Regions from separate parts of the Anas platyrhynchos genome. Here region 1 is linked to region 2. The links are chromatin contacts, called in public Hi-C maps. All regions are on one chromosome and are shown on one strand. The core of a region is the stretch at or near the end of the contact, and the rest is flanking DNA. Distances in the headings are between cores, read along the strand shown. Region 1 overlaps STXBP5 (syntaxin binding protein 5). Region 2 has its middle 120 kb from the start of STXBP5.

Evidence for each region. Hi-C and Micro-C count contacts between places; a contact is called where the count stands out from the background.
Region 1: a Hi-C map of F1 follicle shows a contact between it and region 2, with 2.2 times the contacts expected there. The contact joins two enhancer-like sites. A contact is called at or near these places in 2 of 8 Hi-C or Micro-C datasets (F1 follicle and small yellow follicle).

The regions. Positions count from the first base shown.
Region 1 is chr3:52,226,695-52,232,976 of IASCAAS_PekinDuck_T2T, forward strand. The region is part of intron 2 of STXBP5 (syntaxin binding protein 5); the gene reads left to right. Among named protein-coding and RNA genes, the nearest start is that of STXBP5, 13 kb to the left of the region's middle. Within about 2 kb of position 4,332, at least 6 of the 8 cell types and tissues checked have an H3K27ac peak or open chromatin away from gene starts, as enhancers often do. A contact at or near this core is called in F1 follicle, where this site is marked.
Region 2 is chr3:52,091,736-52,098,288 of IASCAAS_PekinDuck_T2T, forward strand. No RefSeq gene overlaps it. Among named protein-coding and RNA genes, the nearest start is that of STXBP5, 120 kb to the right of the region's middle. Within about 2 kb of position 1,311, at least 4 of the 8 cell types and tissues checked have an H3K27ac peak or open chromatin away from gene starts, as enhancers often do. A contact at or near this core is called in F1 follicle, where this site is marked.

The sequences.
Region 1 (6,282 bases), core at 3,082-5,581, 140 kb after region 2:
TACGTGACCTTTTATGTCAACACTTCTGTTGTAGGCACTTGATAATAATAATACAGCTTGTGTTTATCAAAGAGAACACTAAGTTACTACTGGTGTTGACTTCCAGTGCAAATACACGTAAAGCTCTAACAATGCAATTTAAAGTACTGACAGTGATATTTGCACCACTAAATTTAGGCAGAGTGTAAAATGAGTCTTAGAAATAGCTACAAGTGAAATATTCACTAATGAGGATTGTGGTAGAGTGGTAAATTCCTTATTAGTTGATTTCTAAAATACGTAGCAATTCTCTCAACCTCTGGAGATTCATACTGAATCTAGATTCATCTTGATTTTTACAGTGGTTTCATGAAAGTGCTCCTTTAGTGGCTATCATTTAGTCTGATCTGACACACTGATGTTCTGTTTGAGACTGCCACAAATGAGAACCATTTTGTCTTGCAGTTAAAATCTCTCCTTGGTAAGAGATGCCTGCTTTTATGCCTGAGATCTGTACAACCTGATGAAAGCCCTGGTCTGCATAGTAGTAGTTCTAACTTAATTGCTTCCTGTGCAGAGCTAGTCTATTTTAAATCTGTATGATTCTCTTTTTTTTTTTTTTTTTTTAATAAAAAAAGTATGCTAGGTATTGATAGTGCTTATACTGAGATAAAATCAACCGTAACTCAGCAATTGATATAGCTTAAATTGTATTAGGTGAAATTTTTCACTTGTATTCAGGATACAGCTTCCACAGTCATTTGTCCACAGTAATTCTACTCTGCATTGGTGTTTCTGTACTTAAAATTCAGAGTGAATGAGAAATCCTTATCTTAAATGTCAGGAATAGTGAAGGTAGGTGAAACTTGAAATGGGTGTTTCCTGCTAGTGCAGAAAACAAAGTACAAGATTAAATGTTTTGAGAAATGTAAGGTTATATTGACTGAGTCAATTAAAGCCTATGAAACTTTTTTTTGTGGTAAGTGACTCTGATCTTGAATTACTTGACCAAGTGCTGTGCAGTGTGAAGCACTGCAGTTTTCAAAGTTTTTTACCTGATCACTGTTCTACAGAGAAGTTCATCCTTGATAGGAATAACTAAGGCTACTCTTGTTTATTTGTTAATTTTACTGAATGTCATTGGATTTTTGTTTAATAAATGTCTTAATGAGGTAGTGACAATCTGTTTTCTGTCTGGGCAACCTCAATCTTATTTTCCTTTCCTAATTAGATGAGAAAATCACAGTGGCCACTGCATGTCCAGAATAATTGTTAGCAGGTCCTGCTCAAACCAGACAGTGCTCATGAAAGCAGCATGGGTGGAGAGGAGATGGGGGAAGACTCAGGTTCTTCAGCAAGAAGGCTGCAGACTGCACTCATCCTTTCATGAGGTTTCTCCCAAGACCTAATTGTCTCATTCTGCTCCTGTATTCTTCTGAAAAGTGTCCACAGGAGCTGTTTTGGCTTTGGAAAGCAAGCAACTAAAGAAAGGATGCAGGTCCAAAGCAAGCAGGGTCCTCGTGGCTCTGCTTGGTGAGCTCCTGCTTTAGTTCATGTGATTGGTGCAGTTTCAAGCAGAGGGGTGCACTGCGTAGCCTCTTGAAGCTGCTTCCAGGCATGTACCCTGTATGCGTTTGATTAACACCAGATCTTTGGTTCATGCTAAAATGAGATATTTAACACTTAAGGAACAGCCAACTAAAGAGGTAATCCAACTGATCCATCTGGTATCTAATGTTTTTCATTGCCTCCTCTGCTGAAGGTCCTGCCTCTTTGTGGCCTAGTAACACCAGCTCAGCAGAAGATGGACAAAAGCAACTTGCATTTTTCTACTTGTTCATTACGGGAAAAGAATAGAATGCTGTATTTTTGTGATCACTTAATGTTAAATTGATAGGATTAACTTGCTTGTATTTTTTTAGCATATGCTCAATCCAGTCTTACTACCTTGTTAAACAGAACAGATGTTCATCTTCACAGTTGAAAAACATTCTTGACTGAACTTTGTAGTGTTGGTATTAAAGCTTTAGTGATGCTTATTAATATGCAGAGTGAGCTGCATAACAATAATTCGCACAGCATTCCCTTTTGTACAAGTATGAAACTTGTGCAGTAAACTGGCACAGTGAAATTAGTTTCACAGCCACCTTTAGATGTCAGATAAAAAGCAGAGCCACCTAAAAAAGCAAAATACAACTCTTCCCTCTACACCCCTGCCCAATAAATTCCCCTTTAGGTGACTAAATATAATGAGATCTCTTGCTGGCAGGGTGAACATCTCATTTGTTAAAATAATTAGGTGGCAAACACAACATTTTGGGAAGAAATCCTGGTGAGTTACTGAACTTAGAGAAAAGAGATTGAATAGCCTACCTCTTTAAGGTAATGTCCCTGCCTTTTCATAAGGGCTGCTCACCAAATAGTGTTCATATAGCAGCCATTCCCATAGAATACTCTGCTTTTTTAAAAACTTGTTTTGTATTTATTTCTGTTAATAAATAAACACAACAACAACAAAGCAAACAAAAAGCATGTAAGTTCAAAACTTATTTTTTCAATTCTCTACAGTGTATGTGGCTGTTGACACAGGGTACTTGACTGTTGCACCCGTTTTCTTTCAGGCACTGCCTGTGGAGATATCAAAGTACTATGAATACAGTCCCAATTGCTTGAGCAGTGAAAGGGATTGTTTAAAAAGAAAAAAGTTGTGGGCAGTGACATAGAATGGAAGAATGAAATTTATCCATGCTGAGGAGGATGCTGTAAGGAAGAGGCAGCAGGAGTTAACTTCTATAACATTCTTTTTGTACTTCAGTAGCAAAGGACAAAACCTTTAGAACTATGGCAGTTTAAAAGAACTGTGTGTTTTGTTTTGTTTTCCTTATGAATGTTCTGTCAGTAACTTCTAGATCAAATAAATGCTGTTCTTGGGGCAGAGGGTGGAGGTAAATTGTGGAGAGGTGGTGGCTTTTCCTGAGCAAATTGTCCAACTTTTGATCATACTTTTTTTTTTTCTGCTAGCAATTCCCAGTGGGAGAAACAGCACAACAGAAAGTGGTAACAGCGAAGTACACTTTAGAATATACTGCAGAACTGCAGTTTTGCATTTTAGCAAATAAACAGAAGCAGTTCCAGTATTTTATGATCGTCTTGTTATATGTAACTAACAGTGAGTTCTGTCATTTCCAGACCAGAATTTTGATGGCATTTGTGCAGCCTCTTTAACTCCTGTAGTTTTCAACAGAAAAAGTGACTGAAACTTAGTGAAGACATGTATTTAATGCAGGAAAGTTGCTTGTAAGACATACAATGTGGCACTAGTGGTAACAGCCATAAAGGCTTCTGTTACTGTGGATAGCAAACACAGCTCTGCAGCGCTAATATTTGAATGCATTGGTATCAGTTTGATTCCCTGCTTTGTGGAAGAAAAGACCTGTATTTAGTGTAGACTTTTGATTTAAAACCAGCTCAATTATAATACCAGCGATTATAATTCCAAAGGGGCCAGTGGTGGTTCTGTGTAGTTTAAATTGCAAATATTTGTTAGTCACTAAAAATTGTAATCTTAATAGGTTTGCTCCGTCCTAAAACAGCTAAAAATTAAGCTGTTAGTACTATTGCACCTCAGGGTCAAGTCATCTGCCTTGGCATAGTAAGCACTACAGGTGGTCAGTGTCACCGCTTCAGAAAATCATAGAATATCCAGAGTTGGAAGGGACCCATGAGGATCACTGAGTCCAGCTCTCCAGTTCCTCCAGGCAAACAGGAGCTGGCTACAAGAGAAGTGCATTTCATTTCATTTGACAGAAGTTGTAGAAATCCTTCGTTGAGGTTATGGGCAGGCTTTTATCCCTGAAGTGCTCAAAAATGGCCTTTAACTTCTCTATGTCTAGTTGACCCTGACCTGGGTAGAATACTTACACACTTGGCTGTTACTTTGCTGAAATCCTTTTTAATAAGGATGGCTTCAAAAACAGGAAAAAATGCTTGTTGCCTGCTTTCAGGTTAAATTTGGGTTTTCCTTTACAAATGTAGTCTTCTTCTATTTTCAAGACTGACCTGAGGAAAAAGATCAGCTCCTAGTGAGGCTGCGGAAACTTGGGAGAGTCTACTTCAATTCCAAGAGTGTTACTTAAATGTTTAATTCTTAAGTCTTTGGTATAATTTCATAGCAATTCACCTCTTTGAATTCAACTTGAATATACTATTTTATATTAAATACATTTAGAAACATGTAATACACTGGCCAGATTTGTGTGCTGTTCTTACATAGCACATAGTGACGATGTAGGGGATGGTGCCGGAATGTGCGGGCCTCTGGTTTGAGTCAGCGCAGTGGTTTCTGTGGTCGTCAGCTGGCTCCTGTCAGAGGAAAGACATCCTTAGCTGTGTGGCTGCACACACGTCTCAGTTCAGCTCAGTACTTTGCATGGTGATTGTTTTTACAGCACACAAATTAAAATTCTCTAAGCCTGTACTGTCTAGTGGCAAGGGGATAATCCTTGCTGCTTAAGCAAAATTTGTCTGATGCCTAAAGAGCTGATGAAACAATTTCTGTGGTATGGCGTAATGTAAAATGCCAAGGGTGTTGGTGCATTGGTGCTGGTGAGTTTTGATGTCAAAGAAGCTGGCATGGAAACTTGAGTGTGGTGATCACACTGTGATCTGTTAATGTTCCTGCTTTTTTTTTTTTTTTTTTGACTGTAGCTGAGGTTATTGTTGCAGTTAGAACAGAGTGCTAAGCAAGGTCAGAAGCTCGTGGTGCTGAGTAAGATTTTAGGGGTAAAACTACTTTGTGCCACTTAAAACACGATAGCATCTTAGCACAGTGGTTGTACCCAGACTTGACATTGAAGATAATAGGTGTGTTTTCTGTTCTAAACTTGGTTTATTCTACAAAAAAACAAACAAAAAAAAACAACCACAAATACCTTTTAAAAGCGAACAAACACAACACAACTCTACATGTATTCTGAAACCTCTTGTTGGCTATTATATTAAGAAGCGTATTATTGTACATATTACAAATATACTTAATTTGGGGGAAAGTTTACTGCTAATGAAATTACTCAGTTGGCGATACGTGTTGTTAGTCTTTTTACTGTATTATTACAACACTTTTAAAGATGACCAGTGTAAATGCAGTCTGTGTGAGGGATGCTGAATCTCTATAAATATTTTCAGTTCCTACTAATAACTTTTGAAACACCAAGCAGCCTCAAGTATCTTCATAGCTCAGTGCTCGACTATCTGTTACTCCTTGTTACTTCTGTGGTTGCCTTTATTAGTAGCCATTTTATAAAATTGCCATTCTCTATATCATTTTTGTCCCTGTGTGACTGCAACGTGGGGGGTTGGGTGGCCTAACGTGGAGGTCTTAAATAAGTTCCTTCCTCGCTTGTATTGGAGGAGATTGTTCTCCTTGAGGAGAGTGTTGCTGTTTTGCATGTTGGGAATTTTTTGTTAATAGAAATAATCTGCTTATCTTTCAGAAAAGAATAGTTGGTCTGTCTTTATCATAAATGTTTGCAGTTTTCTGTGTCTGTAGGTGGTTTATTTTTCTCATGGAGTAACTTCAAAAATGCTGTTTCAGTTCTTGAGTGTTCATTGGTACAGTGCTGCTTTTGTTAGTTCATCATAGCACTTTGTGGTGAGTGGCCTCTTCCAGAACCCAGCCCAGATGTGCTCTTGGAAACTATCTCAAGTGGTCTGGGCCTAATAATCAAACTTTCCTCTTTCTTTTCTGATTCAGGAGGATCAGATTTGCTTATATATGTGGCTTATGGGATGAGATGTCACTTGGTTCTATTGAAACAATTCTTTGTCTGTGCTGTGCAGCCCTGTTGATGGCAGAGTGGCTTTGAAGGCGACCTGCTCTCCCAAGTTTAGAGTCGCACAGACTTGGGACATGTGGGGGGATTTGTTGGTGATTCCTGATTAATCAGCCTTTCTGGGAGGCTGGAGCTGGGACCTTGGCCATTCATGGGAAAAATGAGTAGTAATCAGACTTGTTGTGCTAGCGTATCAAACAGGTTTTGTTTGTAGCCCTTGGATGCAAAACTAGTTGGGATTGTAGGCAAAACACTTCCAGACTTGTAGCACTTCAAAGAAATAAAACAAGTCTGCAGGCAGTTTGCCCAATAAAGTTTTTTCTTGTAGGAGAAGACAGCTTTTTTTTTTTTTTCTTTATACATGTTTGAGTTTAGCTCAAGTGGAGTTCTTTACTAGCAGGAAGGCTAATCGTTTTTTTCATTTTTTTCAGTTCCCACAGATGTGTCTAGAATGGTATATGTGCAACAGGGT
Region 2 (6,553 bases), core at 61-2,560:
AACTGTTAACCTTTCCTAAGATAACAAGGGGAGACTGCAATTTTTCTTTTCCTGATGAAAAAGATTTGTGAGGTCTACCAAGTCCTTGACTTTCTCTTTCTCTAAACCCATTTTCCTTTCTTCACCTGGCGATTGCTGGATGCTGGGGAGGGACATTTTGGGCTGACGAGTTCCCCAACCAGCATGAGGAGCTGAGGTTATCAATTCACACAGGGCCTCAGCTTCTTCTAGAGATTAATCAGCTGAGTATGAATAGTGAGGGTAATTGTCACATAAATAGCCAGCTCTACAACAAATAACCAAACTATTTATCCTGAGATCTTTTAATTAACTTTATGAAGAGCAGGAGATGAATAAACACCTAAGCATCTAGGTGCCAGTAAAATCATTATGTTTTGCTTATGATAATACCAGTTCTCTATGAAATCCCTACCTACATTTTTGACTCTGGCAAAAAGTCTGCAAAAAATTTACCCTTTCTCCCTTGACTTCAGCTCTCTGCCTGACCTCAGAGCAGCAGCTGATGTGAGTCCAGAGCTGCCTGTCTGCAAAGTCCTCTCCTGTATGATGTGGTTTCAAGCCCTATCTCTCTAGTTCACAAAACTCCTGAGACACCCTGTATCTGGGTGTCGGAAATAGTCTGTCTGCAGCTCTGAGCCAATGCGAAGGATAAAACTGAAATTCAGGTTTGATCTTGCAGATGCTCTGACTGAGTTTTGGAGCATGCCTGAATACCTGCATTGTGCAAAAGAGATCTCTAGCCTAGTTTTCTGTGGAGATGGGGCCACAGGTTGACCAGTGATTCTGCCCATCACCTTTTCATTGTCTGGCCAATATCATCCAATTTTTCTGGAAAGGTGGAGCTCTCAAAAACTATAATTTACCTATGATTTTTAAAGCTATCAGCCAGGGAAAGAGGCATTTGTACTGATACTGAAGGTACAGCCTACTGAGAGTCTGGGTGAGGGAAGACAGATTTTGTTTTCTTATGCTTTTGTTCATTCTACTCATAAGCCAATTATATAAGAATGAGGACAGTAAGTCACAGTAACTTTTTGTCTCCAGTTCTAATGCACACCAAATACTCATCCTTCACAGAGCTGTCACTCTGAAGTCAAACCCTACAGCTGTGCTATCTTGCTTTGAAGCATGGGCTGAAAATGAATGTCCTCTGGAGGTTTTTCTGAAAGAAGGTACTCAGTGCTGCCACTACATCTTCCCCTTGCATCCAAGTGGCCTTGGGCTCTATTCTCTTCCCTATAAAGGGCAGCAGCCTTGCTTGTGCCTTTTCTCGACTCATCTGTTTCCTTATCTGGACAAAGAGTCCCTGGCTCTTCCCCCTTGTTTTTTTGGGAACTGCTGTGAAAATTTGTTCAGAGTCAACCACGTGTGCAAGTCTTCCTGTGGTTTTAGCAAAGACAGCAGTGAGGCAACATTTAATTTGTTGCTTCTAGCTCTTAACCTCAAAGGAAAAAGGTGGTAACTGTTAATTGCATCACAGCATGCGCATGCCAGCAAGCACAGCAGTTTCCTCTGACTCTTGGTGTCTGGAGGACAGCAAACCTAACCAAATACAGACCCAAAGCACCACATGTACCAACCTAAGCCCAAACCACATTGCAAAATGTCCGTGTTTTATAGTTCCTGTGGATTCAGAGACATTATACTCTGTTGCATGAGATCATTAACTGTCCATACAGAGATCCTGAAACTAATGCATAGATATAAAAGACTGCAGGAATGCTGACATATATCCGCTGCTGAAGGCAATTACACACTGACAACAGTCATGGGGAGACTTTTCTGAAAAAAAAAAAAAAAAAAGGCCTGAGGCTGTCCAGATCAGGCATGTTGCAAGAAAAAGGTCACAATAAATAAATAAATAAATAAATAAATAAATAAATCTGATTTTGAGGCCTTTCTGTTTTATTTAAAAGTTATGCTAGGACTTGGGGGTTGTTTGCTGGGAGGCTTGTTTCTTTCTGTTATCTAGCATTGGCTGTAGGGCACCCAGGAGGGTGTTACAGGGGTATGCGTTATTCTGTGAGAGAGATTTTGTGTGAAGGGCTTCAATAGAGGGGCTCCTGGTTGAATTCTGCATGGCTACAAATGCTCACTGTTGCTTCTGCCTCAGGCTTAACCATTATCCTGTCTCCTCTTTGCTCCTCCCTTCCCCTCCCTGCCCATCCTTTGCCAAGTCTAAAGCTGTCCCTGTCAGAGGTAAGATCTGTAAAGATCTGTGTTGCTTTAAAACAGCTTGTAGGGAAGCGGTGGTGATGGAAATACAATGAAGATTAGACATATTCTAATTAACCTCAGGAAAATTGCCATCGGGAATGCAGAGTATTCCCCAGGAAAAGATGCTTAAATGGTTGATTGTGTGTTTGTCCATGAGGCTTTTATCAGACCACATAACAGCCTTGGGCAAAGCTTGTGAAGACTGTTCTTGAATAGGCTTCCATCAGAGAAAGAGGGGTGGGAAGCCAGCTCGGATGCTGAGAGGCAGTCTGTTGCATTTAGGAAATACAGCGAGTAGCCATACAAGAGAGCAAAAGAAATAGAAAGAAAAAAAAAAAAGGAAAAACAAACAAACAAACAAACAAACAAACCTAAAAACAACAGGGCTTCCTGTTTAGTAACTCAGAGGCTCAGGGGCATCTCAGCCAGCAGAACCCAGAAAATCCATACTGATGAGTCCTTAATCATCTCAAACCATTGAAAGCTTTATTGCACCAGAACAATCAAATCATATTTCCAAGCATAGTGACAGAATTTGGTAAGCCATTTAGATGAAGCTACTGTGTGATAATCTGAATTGGACTGGCAAGAGACAATAAGGTACAACTGTGCAGCTTTGCCTTTGTTCATGATTTTTTTAATTAGTAATTTCAAAAACCTCTCCTGTGTGATTTTGAGAAGTCCCTCTCAAATAACATTGCAGGGCAGTGTGTGGCATTTTGCTGGGCTGTCTTGCCTGCCTTAGGGCTTAAGATACTTGTGTTTAAATTGTGTCTTCCCCTTCCCCCTCACCTCTTTCCAACCTAGAGTTAATTTGTTCCCACACCTCGGTTTGTGTGAACAGATGCCTCCATCTCTGAGCTCACAATTGCTGGCTGGGAAGTGATTCAGCTACTAAACAGTTATAAGTGAGCAGGGGAATAATCACTGGGTATTGCTGACATCTGAAGAAATAATCTTGTGTTCATGACTTTGCTAGCAAATGAAAAGGGACAAAAATAGAGGCCCAAGCTGCCTCAGAGTGGGGCTGCATCAGAAGTCATCTGCAGCGAGGAGTCAGTGAGCAGCACTATTGGTACTCCTCACTGCAGACAACTTCTGATGCAGCCCCTCTCTAAGGGTAAACCCTTCTGCACGTGGCACTGGAACTAAACAGCCAGCCAGCATCCCTGCATGCACTGTGATGCTGACTTTCAGTGCAGTGAAAACAGGGCCAGACTGGTCTATATGGACTTTGCCTCCATGTCTTCTCCTCATGATTGTACAGTCTTCTGCCTTTCCCCATAGTTTCCACCTGGGATGTTTGACTTCTAAATAAACAGCACCAGCTTCATGCATGGTCACTACCATGGCACAAGGATGAGGGACATGGGAATGTGGTACCCTGTACGTGGGGGAGATGTTGTAAAACCCTGATTGCTGTCAGCAATGCAGCCGAAATCTGCTGTAGAGGATGCCATGAGGAAACTAGAACCAGCAATCAAAAAATTGCAAATTCATAGATTGTAATGAGCCAACAGGACAGTTAAAATCATTCTTGACTTACTTTATGTTTTTTAAGAAATATCCAGGACAAAGAGTTCATTTTTATATTTTTTAAAATTTGTAAGTTTTAAGTGTTGAGAAGTTCCTAGTTTGAGTAGTTTCTTAGTCAAAGTAGCTGAAATAGTTTTTCACATTTTTTTTATCTAAGTAGATGCAGTCTCCTTTTTTTTTTTTTTTTTTTTTTTTGATTAAGCTGTGTTCAGTTTTATAAATAGAAATTTGGGGATTAAAATCTTACACAGGTATTAGAGTAGAAGAATGTCGGTTTTCTTATTTTTTCTGTGTTGCATAATCTGAAGTGCAAAAGGATGAATTCAGTGAACAGCCAAAAATAAAACAAAAACTTGTGCCAGAACAATAGCACCTCTGCAGCACATCAGCAGAGTCTGCTGCCTTCTCTTTTGTATTCTTTCTCCTGCAATACTTTGCTGAAAAAAGTAGACAACTCCAGTTAATAGTACTGGGACTTAACTCACAATTTGTGGTCTTCCCAGTCTGATAAATCTGAATTATGTAGTCAGTCATCAAAACAAGGATCATAAACAAAGACTGGAGATTTAGCTCCAAATTCCTCTGTCTCCATGACGGGCAAAAAATATAAATGTGTGATGCAACCAGAACACCATATCCACATCTGACCCTCTTAATGTCCCTAAACCACGTGCATACACTGCACGTATGGTGACTACAGCTGTGGAAGGAGATTCCAACATCTTCTCCTGAATGAGACAGAAGTGAATATTGGCAAGGAAAGAGACATGGACGTGTCTTATCACTATGGGCAGGCAGGTGGACCACTGTAAAATTTACCATAGAAAAAAATAATATGAAGAGTAAAGGCTGCAAATGTTTTGGTTCAGAAGTTGCTGGGGAAGACTCTGTCATGCTTAAACTAGCACTGAAGCTGCTTGATTTAAAGATGTCTTTAAGCAGGAAGGAGTTTTCTGTGAGGAATTAAAAGAGGCCAGTTAAATTAAAAAGTATGCAAATTTGTCTTTCTTCCTATCAAATTATATTTTTTAAAAAAGTTATAATTATGAATGAGAGGAATTATATTTTCCATTACAGAAATGAAGACGTTGAGATATAGACTCTTCTGATAAAAACTGGAAGTAGGAAGCTAGGAAGACAATTATAGACAAGCTGTGGAAAACTAGTCTCTGCTGGTACGGGTATCCCTCAGGAGAAAATACCTTTGTTTATATAGTAGTTGTGATGATGGTGGGAAAATAAAACAAACGTGTAATTAAAGACCACACTTGAACAAGGCAGCCCAGACAGTTGAAAGCCAACAGACTAATCTGGATGAAGTGTATTCATTTTACCTGGAGAAGATAATGGTAATCTTCAAAGTAGTCAGTTTACATAATGACCTCACCTACAACAAAGAGTCATTGCAAAAGGAGTAGGATCAATTTTCAGATTAAAATACCTCAACATAGTCGTCTAAATGTAAACTGGGTCTCTAAATTCCAAGTGTAGTCAATGGAAAGTTAGCAAATTCAGGATATGGAGCCTGAAAAACTATTCAGCTGACCAAATGAAGCTGTTTATTTTAAGATGAGCTGAAATATCTTTCTAGACAGTTCATGTTGCTACATCAAATTATCTTAACCTGGATCTAAATCAAATCCCAAATTGTCAAAATAAAGAAAGAAGTTGTAAGAAAAAGGAAAAGAGAAAGTCAAGAGAGAGAGGAAGGTAAAAAGAGAGAGGAATAGATGAACTCATAATTTTTGTAATGACTCAGAAAACCCTTTAGAGAGAATCCAAAACAATTGCCTGTACTCTGAATCTGGAGGCACTGTTGTGGAACACTGAATCCCTGTGAAACATACACTATGACTTTCTGCACCAGAGGTGATGTCCCATCCCTTCTCCTCGAGGTAGGGCAGAAGACAAGTGCCTCCATGCCACTGACAGTCCTTAGAAGTCTCTGGGTACCTGGGCAGCCTCTGGCCTTACACTGACCTGTATTGTGTTAGTTTCCAAGTGCATTCACCAAACATAACTAGAGAAGCCATACACACACACTTCTAGCTGGTACCAGGGTCACTTATGAATAATACAGGGCAGAATGACATACATTTACTGTGTCAGTCCAAGATGGACTGACTTTATCAACTTTTGGGTATGTGGTGTTCCCTGAATTCCTGGGAGGAACTCCATAAAAATTCTCCTGGAGCTCTCATGGACCAGGTGAGGTGCCCTGTCATGATTCCTAGCATGGCCAGTATCCATCATACAGCTATCCGAGCAGAACTGGATCCTACCCACTGCTTCCTGCTGAACAGACCTCATTACCCAGTGAGCCTCAATACATACTCCAGAATTATATTTGTGGTCTTTCCCAGACCTCTAAATGATTTTGTGGACTGGCAGTCCGGCCTGGATCTTCCAAGTTCCGATATGGAAGACATCCTGAGCAGCATGTTTGTCCCAGACCACATCATCATAAGGGTATTAAACTTGAAGTTCTTGAAGTTTGCACCAGGCTAGGAAATACTGTGGATGTGCTAGAGAACAGGATTAGAAATCAAAAATTAATCTGAAAAATTGATGAAGACCCCCTTTGCAATGACATGAGATAGGGAAGAGCAAGGTCAGCCAAGGCAGAAATCTGGGAATATGTATGAACTTCATAAGTAGCATCTGTTCAGGGACGAATTCTGCTAGTAATTTTAGAAGGTGACAAACTGACCAAGAGTCAGAGATGTTACACTGAAAATTCAGTGGCATATTTCTCCCTGGAGTGTACTTATTGTAGCAC